3 separate regions of the Mus musculus genome follow, and regions 2 and 3 are each linked to region 1. A link is a contact called in public targeted proximity ligation data. All regions are on one chromosome and are shown on one strand. The core of a region is the stretch at or near the end of the contact, and the rest is flanking DNA. Distances in the headings are between cores, read along the strand shown. Region 1 holds the start of Cdc42ep2 (CDC42 effector protein (Rho GTPase binding) 2). Region 2 holds the start of Plcb3 (phospholipase C, beta 3). Region 3 holds the start of Rhod (ras homolog family member D).

Evidence for each region.
Region 2: a contact with region 1 is called in a targeted proximity ligation map of pancreatic cancer cells.
Region 3: a contact with region 1 is called in a targeted proximity ligation map of pancreatic cancer cells. A contact is called at or near these places in 1 of 39 promoter capture datasets (liver) and 1 of 130 datasets of targeted methods (pancreatic cancer cells).

What each region holds. Positions count from the first base shown.
Region 1 is chr19:5,923,342-5,926,358 of GRCm38.p6, forward strand. It overlaps Cdc42ep2 (CDC42 effector protein (Rho GTPase binding) 2), which reads right to left and starts at 1,475. Exons shown (of 2, transcript NM_026772.2): 1 at 1,423-1,475.
Region 2 is chr19:6,968,382-6,971,287 of GRCm38.p6, forward strand. It overlaps Plcb3 (phospholipase C, beta 3), which reads right to left and starts at 1,433. Exons shown (of 31, transcript NM_001290349.1): 1 at 1,166-1,433. The coding sequence starts at 1,264. Gm52400 (a long non-coding RNA gene) reads left to right here and starts at 315. Exons shown (of 3, transcript XR_003952919.1): 1 at 315-463; 2 at 1,613-1,719.
Region 3 is chr19:4,437,983-4,440,822 of GRCm38.p6, forward strand. It overlaps Rhod (ras homolog family member D), which reads right to left and starts at 1,461. Exons shown (of 5, transcript NM_007485.5): 1 at 1,238-1,461. The coding sequence starts at 1,369. A930001C03Rik (RIKEN cDNA A930001C03 gene) reads left to right here and starts at 1,341. Exons shown (of 3, transcript NR_045990.1): 1 at 1,341-1,407.

The DNA.
Region 1 (3,017 bases), core at 225-2,724:
CCAGCTCTAGGTCTGCCCCTTTTCTAAAGGCTCACTGAGAAGGTTTATGGTGGTCCTGGAACTCACTCCGTAGACCAGGCCAACTGAACTTAGAGATCTGTTTACTTCTAAAAACTAAAAAAACAAAAAACAAAAAAACTGCCTCTAAAAATAAAAAAAGAAAAAACTAGAAAGTTTTATTTATTGTTACTGTTGAGTGTATTTTAATGTGAGTGTGTGTGTGTGTGAGTGCGTTCGCGAGTGTGTACGTAGTGTGCGGAATGTGTGTGGAAGTCAGAATACTTTGTGGAGTCCATCTCTGAGTGTTTCGGGAAAGGAGCTCACCTCCAAGCTTGCTCAGCAAAAGACTTCCGCTGAGCCGTCTTGCCAGCAGCCCAAGGGGAAGGGTTTGAAATCTAGTTCCACCTGGGCCTCTGTGACCTTGAGCAATGAACCTTTTCTCTCTGGGACTGAACTCACCTTCCCTGTCTTTAAAATAAGCTGACCCACTGCTATACTTGAAACAAGAGGCCTCTGCACAATAGACGGATCCACAGTAACCGTCAAAGGACATTCAGCACATATCTTCAGGGCTTTTCTCAAGCACTTCGGCTCTTCCAGGTAGAGGTTGCATCAAGAACAAAAACCAAACCCTTCTAGGTCCCCTCCTGCCAGCCCTGGCAGGGCTGGCTCAGAATCTGGTGCTTCTGCAGCGATCTCTCTGTAGTACAATGTCGCTAGGTGGCGCGCGCGTCCCTGCTATAACCCGGGGTTCTAGGGTCCCACCGAGCATACCCGCTCCAGGGAGACGCCCACCGAGGAACTGCGTGCTCCAGTGCCCGAGGTGGATCGCCCATAGGCCCTTTTTCTCTGGGTTGCACAATCGGACCACCGTGAGGGTAGAATTGCAATTATCGGGGACCTTGTCTGGGACTCCGATATCTGGGAGGGGCCTTGCCTTGCCTGAGCTTCTTGGCCTGGGCGAAGTCTCAATGTCTGCTTGGCTCACAGCCAGACTTCGGACGTGCAGGCCCCCGCCCTCCCCGGAGTCCGGCTGCTCAGCCCTGGCTTGTGTTCCTGTGCCGACCCCTCCAGATCCCCAGTCAAGCGCTACCCAGCGCGGCCCAGATCCATTTCAGTAACACTAAAGCTAAAGATAGGAGGACACCTCACCATCCGCTAAAAATACGGCCTCCAGCCCAGGCAGGGACACGGGCCGAAGAGAGGATGTTCCCTAGTCCCAGGTCTCTGGCCAGCATAGAAGTACAACCCGGAGCTGCAAGACTGACAGCACAGCGCCTTGAGCGCTGCGGGAGGTCATGGGTAGGGGGCGGGGATCCAGACCCCAGATAATGGACCTGATCTGAGCCAAAACAGAACACCGCCTGGCTAGCACTCTCCAGGGAGCTGCGGGAGGCCTGTAAAACCCCAGTCCCAACTCACCTTGAGGAGCGCGGGCAAAGCTGCAGAGCTGTGCGGCTAGGATAGAGGACCAGGGAGGGCCTGGGAACTTACAGTGCAGACCTTGGGCCTAAGCCACGCCCCCAGAGCCAGAAGCCAATCCCGGACCGCTCCTCTCGAACCCCCACCCACACATCCCCGCCCACCGCGGCACCGCCCAGGTTCTTCTTTCTGTAAAGGCTAAGAGCTGGATTCCAAGATTCTAGAGGCTTAGCCTCCGGGCGGCTGAGGGCTATCACCGAAGGGTAACAAGGGTGGATACACACGAGGACGCCAGCTGTTCGTGTTGGAATAAAAACTTTAGGCTAGAAGCACTGGGCCAACAAAGGCCGGAAGAAAGAATTCTTGAGAAATCTCTGACCATCCTTGGATGGGTTTCCTTGACGGAAGGACGAGGACCCGGGAGGCGCCCGCACTGACTCTTCAAGAATGAATTGGGCTTTGCAGGCGTTTTACAAACCTAGGGGAGTTTTGAAGAGTTTACCCTAGGCTAGGAGAGTGATGAAGGATGCGAGAAAGATTCAGGGTCGGAAAGCACAGAGAAAAACAGAGACAGACACAGCCTGAACTTGCACGAGTTTGCTGACCTGCTAAGTGGTTTCTGAGGTGGATGGTTTAGAACAGGATCAGAAACAGTTATTGAAGGACAGGTCCTAAAGCTGATGAGACAAACCGAGGGAAACTTCTCATTGCGCCGTTTTGTGAGTAAATTCTCTGAGTGTCTGTTCGTGGTTAGGGAAGCTGAGGAGTCAGGATTCAAGAAATTCGAGGTTCCAGGCACAGGCTGATCCCCTTCCGGGTGGATGAGTGCTAAGAGGAGTGAGGCAAAGAAGAGGACAGTGATAGGAGGAGGAAATCGGGATGCTTGCCTTCCAGATAGCAGATGTGGAAAGCGGTGTGTGGATAGGAGGGAGGGATGCTGGGGCTGGGGAGTATGTCAGGCAAGCCAAAAGGGAGGGGAGAATGGGAAGGACTGGGTCATGCTTCCCTAAAGATGACCATATTCTGGGCCAGGAGGACAGCTCGGAGGAGCTCGGTGAGATTCCCTGTATGTCAGTCCTTCTGTTTAATCCCAAGTCACACACATACACACACTCACACACACATACATACACACACACACACACACACACACACACACATTCACATAATCTTACACTCACACGCATGCACCACTAGATCAAGAGCTCCACGTTTTAACGTCTGGGACCATTTTGTTATGTGGGAAAAGGGAATTACCAGAAATTATAATTGATTGAACTCCTGGGTTCAAGCAGCTCGCCTTCCTTGCCCTCCCAAAGAGCTGGGTCTGTAGATGTGAGCCGCATGCCTGCTCAGCCGACTTTAACAGAGAGATTATCCCAGGTTAGGCATGTACTCTAGTTCGTGGAGCGCTTACAGAGCCCCGAGAAGCCCTGGGCACTGGATTGAACAGCATGTGATGGGGCATCAGCACTCAGAAGGTGGAGGCAGGGGGATCAGGAGCTCAAAATGTTTCTCCTCAGCTGTGTAGCAAATTCAAGCCCTAAAATAAAAGAAGACCGTTATGAGCGAAGACTCTGTGTAAGGGTGCTCGT
Region 2 (2,906 bases), core at 183-2,682, 1.0 Mb after region 1:
GTAGCCCCTGTGGCACCATCTTCAGGGGCCTAACCTCCAAAGGCCACCCAGGGCTCTGGCTCTTCAGTTCCAAACTTTGTTCAGCACCCCCACCCCAACCCAGGCCCTCTCCTTGTTTCCACTTCCTTATTTGGGTTTATCACACTGCAAGGAAAAGGAGAAACTTTTCCCTTTAGTCTGGCCTGGGGGAAGGGGTATCCTGGGGCCCCGGGGGTACCCACCCTTGCCCAGCACACCTGCAGCTAAGGCCACGCCCCCAGCCCCTCCCCTTAGTTCTCACTCCTGCCCCACCCTGCCGGAAAGAAACCCAGCGTCTTCCAGGCCTATGGCCCGACTGGGAAGGAACAGTAAGGAAACTCAGGCCGCCTGAGTTGAGGCCCTAGGGAGCAAGGAGCCCAGGGGGTAGGAGAGGGAACAGTACAGAAACGTGGGTGAGACGTGATATCTAGATAAGAAGCCGCAGGTGAGTATCAGGGAAGTACCTGAGAGAAAGCAATAAAAAGTGGGGACCAGGATTTATTGAGGTTCAAAGTCACTAAGTTAAGGAGTGGGGAGCAAAGTTCCCAGAGTTGGAGGAACCTGGAAAGGAACAAAGTCTCCGGTAAGGGGTGGCTCGGTGCTCCCATCTGAACAGAAAGCTCGCTGGAATCCAGAAGCAGGACGAAAGGGTATCAACCAGGGCAGGCTGGAAAGGGATGACTATAATGGCTCAGGCAAGCGAGGCACTGAGAAGAGTAGGATCCCAGTGGCACCCCACCCAAGGCAAGGATGTCCTATGCCCCCATGGGGGTCCTGTGCCAGGAACAGGGGTCTGGGGACCAGACCAAAAACTAAGAACCAGCATGGAGACTTTGATATTCATCGTTGGCAAGGGTGGAAAAGAGTGAGAAGAAGGACAGGATTTACAGGGGTTCAAAGTCTCCATGCCAAGAAGAGCCCAATTGACCACAGCTACTGTCTTGCGGGGGAGAAGAGCGGGGACAACGACAAAGTCTTCAATTACCAGGACAACAGGGGACTCAAGTTTCCGGAGTGCAACAAGGCTGGAATAGGGGGTGAGGTGGTCAGGCAACACTGAAGTGGGGGTCCCTGGCATTCATCTAGTCGAATGTGACTGAAGGAATCCTTCGATCTAGGCAGAGCAGAGGACAGCCCACTCACTTACCTCGTCCCATTTGATGAACTTACTCCCGCGCCGCAGGGTCTCCACCACGGTGGGCGGCTCCAGCTGCAGCGCGTGGACGCCGGGCCTCGCGCCCGCCATGGCTAAGCCAGGGGCGGCTCGGGGACCTACGGAGCCCCGACGGGAACCGACGGTGCCACTGCTCTCTCCACACGCTCCCGCGCGGCCCGCTCTGGCCCCGCGGCGTCAGCGCCCGCCCGCCAGCCAGTCTGTCCCGGACGGACCGGAGACTCGGCGCCCGGCCCCGCCCCCGCAGAGCCCCGCCCCGTCGGGCGGTGCCGCCCCCTCCCACCGCTATGGTGCCGCCCGACCCACGGCGGCGCCCCCTCGCGGTTGGGGCGGCGACTGCAGCCAAAGGGATGATGGATGGAATGGGGGGGGTCTTTGTTGGCCGGCTGACTCAGTAGGACTCTCTTTTTTTTGTCTTAGATAAAGTGCTATTGAGGGTGCACCTGGAAAGACGGGTGTTGGAGCCGCTCAAGACATGCCAAGGTCAGCCGGTTGAGGACTCAGGTGGAAAAGGCGAAGATAATAAGGTTAGGGGACACAGACCCTTGTCCTCAACCCGACTCCTACCGCACTTAATGAGCTCAGGAAACGTCGTCACCCCATCTCTCTCCATCCCACTCCACCCGCGTGCCCTCACTTTGCCTCTCCCCCTCCTGCTGCAGCACAGTCCCCCCTCCCAGGGAGCACTTAGCTGGCTAATGGGCCTCCCGCCGGCAGGCGCCCCTCCCCCGTCCCTAGCTCTGGAGGCCTGGAGCTGCCACCTCCTTTGAGGACCCAGGCATCCTGGTTTTCCAGAGAAAACCTTGCCGCAGTTCTTGTGCTGCTGACCCTGTGACGGGAGCCAGTCTCAGTGAACCTCTTAGTTGAACATAGTGAAAGATGGTTGTTTGCCCAGAGGTGGCAGAAGCCTCGTGGGTGTCCCCAAAGGAGGGGTTGTGCAGCTCCTGGCCCACAGCAGGTGCCCTGAAATCTGTGTTCCAGTGATCTGAGGAACCGAAGGGGCAGACCCATGGGCACCGGCCGGGGTGGGGGCTGTAGCCCCCCCCGCAGGGCTTGGCTGGGGGGGCTCCTGCCTGGGGGCCCCTGTGGGAGCCCCCCCAATACAGAGGAGGCAGCAGCAGCAGGTTTAAAGTAGAACTCATCCAGAGGGGCCAGCCAAGTCACCTAGAAACCCAGAAAGAGTTGGAGCTAGCTCTGGGGGAGGAGGGTCGGCTAAGGAGGAGCTTCCCTACCGGCGCCTTTGCCCCAGGCGCTCAGGCCTCCAGAGGAGCCCTGCCTGGCACTGGCTGTCCTCCAAATCGCCATCATGGCGGCAAACTTAATGAATCTAGTTGTCTTTGGCTGTGGCCTTGTGCAGTGGTGTGATTGTTATCTCCACTTGAGGCCCAGAGAGGGGAAGGGACTTGCCCAAGGTCACACAGCTTCCTGAGAGGATTTAACCCCTCTTTCTGCTTCCTGCCTCTGCTCCCTGGTCTGTAGGAGAAAAGGGGGGGGGGTGCAGGCCTGTCATCTCCCTCCTCTTCTTCTTCCTTCTCCTCCTCCTCCTCCTTCTCCTCCTCCACAAGGACTATAAGAAAATACCCCTTCAGAGCTCCAACTACCACCCACCTCCTCCAGAGATCAGAACCATTAAGAGTGGAGATTGGCCTCTACCCACAGGCTTGCTTTCAAATCCAGGACTCCCTTATCCAGGAGCTAGTTATCACAGTGCAAT
Region 3 (2,840 bases), core at 211-2,710, 1.5 Mb before region 1:
GTTCCCATGGGCAGTACCTAAAGACCTGGAAAATATCTCCTATACTTAAAAACAAAAAAACTGTAACTGGTCAAAGAAGGTGACGTCAGCTTTGCAAACCACAAAACCAAAGGCTGTGAGATGGGTATGGTGGTGCATACACGTGATCTGAGCAATCCTTGGGCCGAGAGACAGGAGGACTGAGCGTACAAGGCCTCCACAGTAATATCCTGTCTCAAAAACAAAACAGGAACCACTAAAGTAAAACGACAAAAATACAACCCCCCCCCCCAAAAAAAAACCCAACAACCATAAAAACCACTGGTATTCAGAGTAGCAAGCAAGACTGTGCCCTATTTGCCAGGTCAGCTTCTCTGGCTCCTTCCATCAAATTACCCACTTCTGCACAATCCCAGAGGCCAGAAGGACGTGGGGACAGGAAAAGAAGGCTTGCTGCTGAAGGCAAACCCACAAACACACAGGACCCCCACTCCTCGTGGAGGCACAGAAGGAGGGCTCAGCCACTGTTCTGGTCATGGGGTCCTTGAGGACTCACAGTGACAAGCCCAGAGAGCCAGGATGCAACCAGGTACCGCACCGAGCCGGCCATCAGCCTTCAGCCTCACTGTCCCAGCTTTCTTCCCCCTATCAGGTTGCTCTGAGAAACTGAGGCTTGGTTAGAGTCGAAGTATGGCATAATCAGACTCTTCAGAGAAGGGTCGGTGTTCCAGTTTTCCTCTCTAGGGTAAAGCATGGGGATTTGCACCATAGTGGATGGAGAAGAGGTGATGTCGCCCGACGAACATCACTTACTAACTTTCAGCAACTAACTTTCAGCACTCTTTTCTATACTACGCTCGGGTAGGGGCTTTCAGTCCTATCATGTAGTTAACCTTCAGAGAGGTTAAGGGACTTGCCCAAAGGCACACAGCTGTAAGAGGCAAAGGCTTGATTTTACTGCTGCCAGTCGAGCTCCAAAGTCCTCACACTCTCGTCGCCAAGTAGTGACAACAACTGCTCTCGTAGGATTTGCTATTTCCCTAGGTGGCCCAATTCAGTCCCTGTGACACCCCTCCCCCTAAGTGCTATTAGTCCCACTTTGCTTCTACTGGCTAAAACTGAAAAACTCTGCCTTCGACCCCAGGCCCTGCTGAGATTTCCCCCTAGGAGGCTAGAGCTGGGTTCTTTCGAGGCAGCTCTCAGCAGACCCGCACATGGGGGGTGTCCCCAGCGCAGGGCCAAGGATGAGGGCACTCACCTCTGGGAAGGCCCCTTTGGCGAAGACCATCATCAGTGACGTCTTCCCGCAGCCCCCGTCGCCCACCAGGACCACCTTGACCGAGTGCCCGCTCTGCGGCGCCTCTTCTCCCGCAACCTGGGACGCGTTCATCCCTGGCTGGCGGACGGCGGTGCGCGGAGCAGCAGGCGGTACGCGGCGGGCTGGCTGCGGCGGGCGCGGGGCTGGCCCGGCGGGACAGGAATGTGGAAGGGGCGGGGCGGCGGGAGGAAGTGGGAGCGGGGCGGCCGGGACAGGAGGCGGCCCGGGGGGCGGGGGACACCCAGCTCAGGTGAGAAGCCCGGGACAAGATGGGGGTGCGGCGCCCGCCCAAGGGTGGACGCTCCTGGGGTCCGGTCTCCTGGCGTCCTGTCTAGACACTCAAGAAAGACTTTTGCAGCACCTACTGCGTGCAGTCGCTGAGGCCGCAGGGGTGAGCGGAGACCTACGCCTCCAGAGGGCACCCAGGGCTCGTGGGAGAGTAGACAAGTACTTGGAGAGAGGCTGGGGACAGGGAAGGAGGAAGCACCTGGACTATCTGCCATGGGTGGGAGGTTATTTTTATGAATGAATGGGTGGGTGAATGAATGAATGAATGAATGAATGAATATGAGTTTCTGCTATTTGCGGACCTCCTCCAAATGTTGTAGGCCAGATGAGAAAGGAGTGGCCCGGGCATGCCCTTGTGGGTCACTGCAGGACCTCTTCAGCCAGCTCCAGGAAGTTTCAATGAAGGTGGAATTACCACGCATCTCACCCAGGCAGCCAGTGAGCTAAGGAAAACTATGGAACCGTCCATCTGTAGAGCTCAGAGCTAGCTCTGGCACATGGCAGATGTCATGAATGGTTCATATTATGGTATATAGTATGATGGCCTTTTAGTTTTATTTTTTACGCGTGTGGGCGTTTTATCTGCATGTATAGACATAGACATGCATCCTGGTGTCCTCTGCACTCGGAAACCCTGGAACTAGAGTTACAGACATTATGAGCCACTATGTGGGTGAACCGGGATCCTCTGGAAGAGCAGCCAATGTTCTTAACCTCTGGGCCATCTCTCCAGCTCTTTGGTATAATGTTTAATCAATGCAGATGATCCTTAGTTTCTTAGAGTCTGGGGACCCTGCACTGTTCCGATCAAAACCTCGACTCTGAGAAGCCTAGAATAGGAGGTGTCAGGACAGGAGAAAGGAAAAAGGGGCTCTTCGAAGAGACTGGAGCAAGGTAGCCACGCCCCCACTTCTTAGCGACAGGACAGAGGGCGGGACTTGGCTGAGGAGCTAGTATCTGGAGGGTGGAGCACTTTGGATTTCAGGAATAAATCTTACTTTTCTCTAAATCTCCGCAACCTTCTTTGTGATCAGATTTTTCTTTTTAACTTTTGGTGAGCATAAGTGGGCTGGAAATGTAGCCGCGCTGCCCGGATGCTTAACCAGCACTCATGAAAGCCTCGGTCCCATTCCCAGTTCCACATAAACCGGGCTTGGAGATCCATGCTTCTAATTCCAATACTGATGAGGTGAAGCCAGGAAAATCTGAAGCTCAATGTCAGCTTGGCTGTTCAGTGAGTTCAAGGCCAGCATGG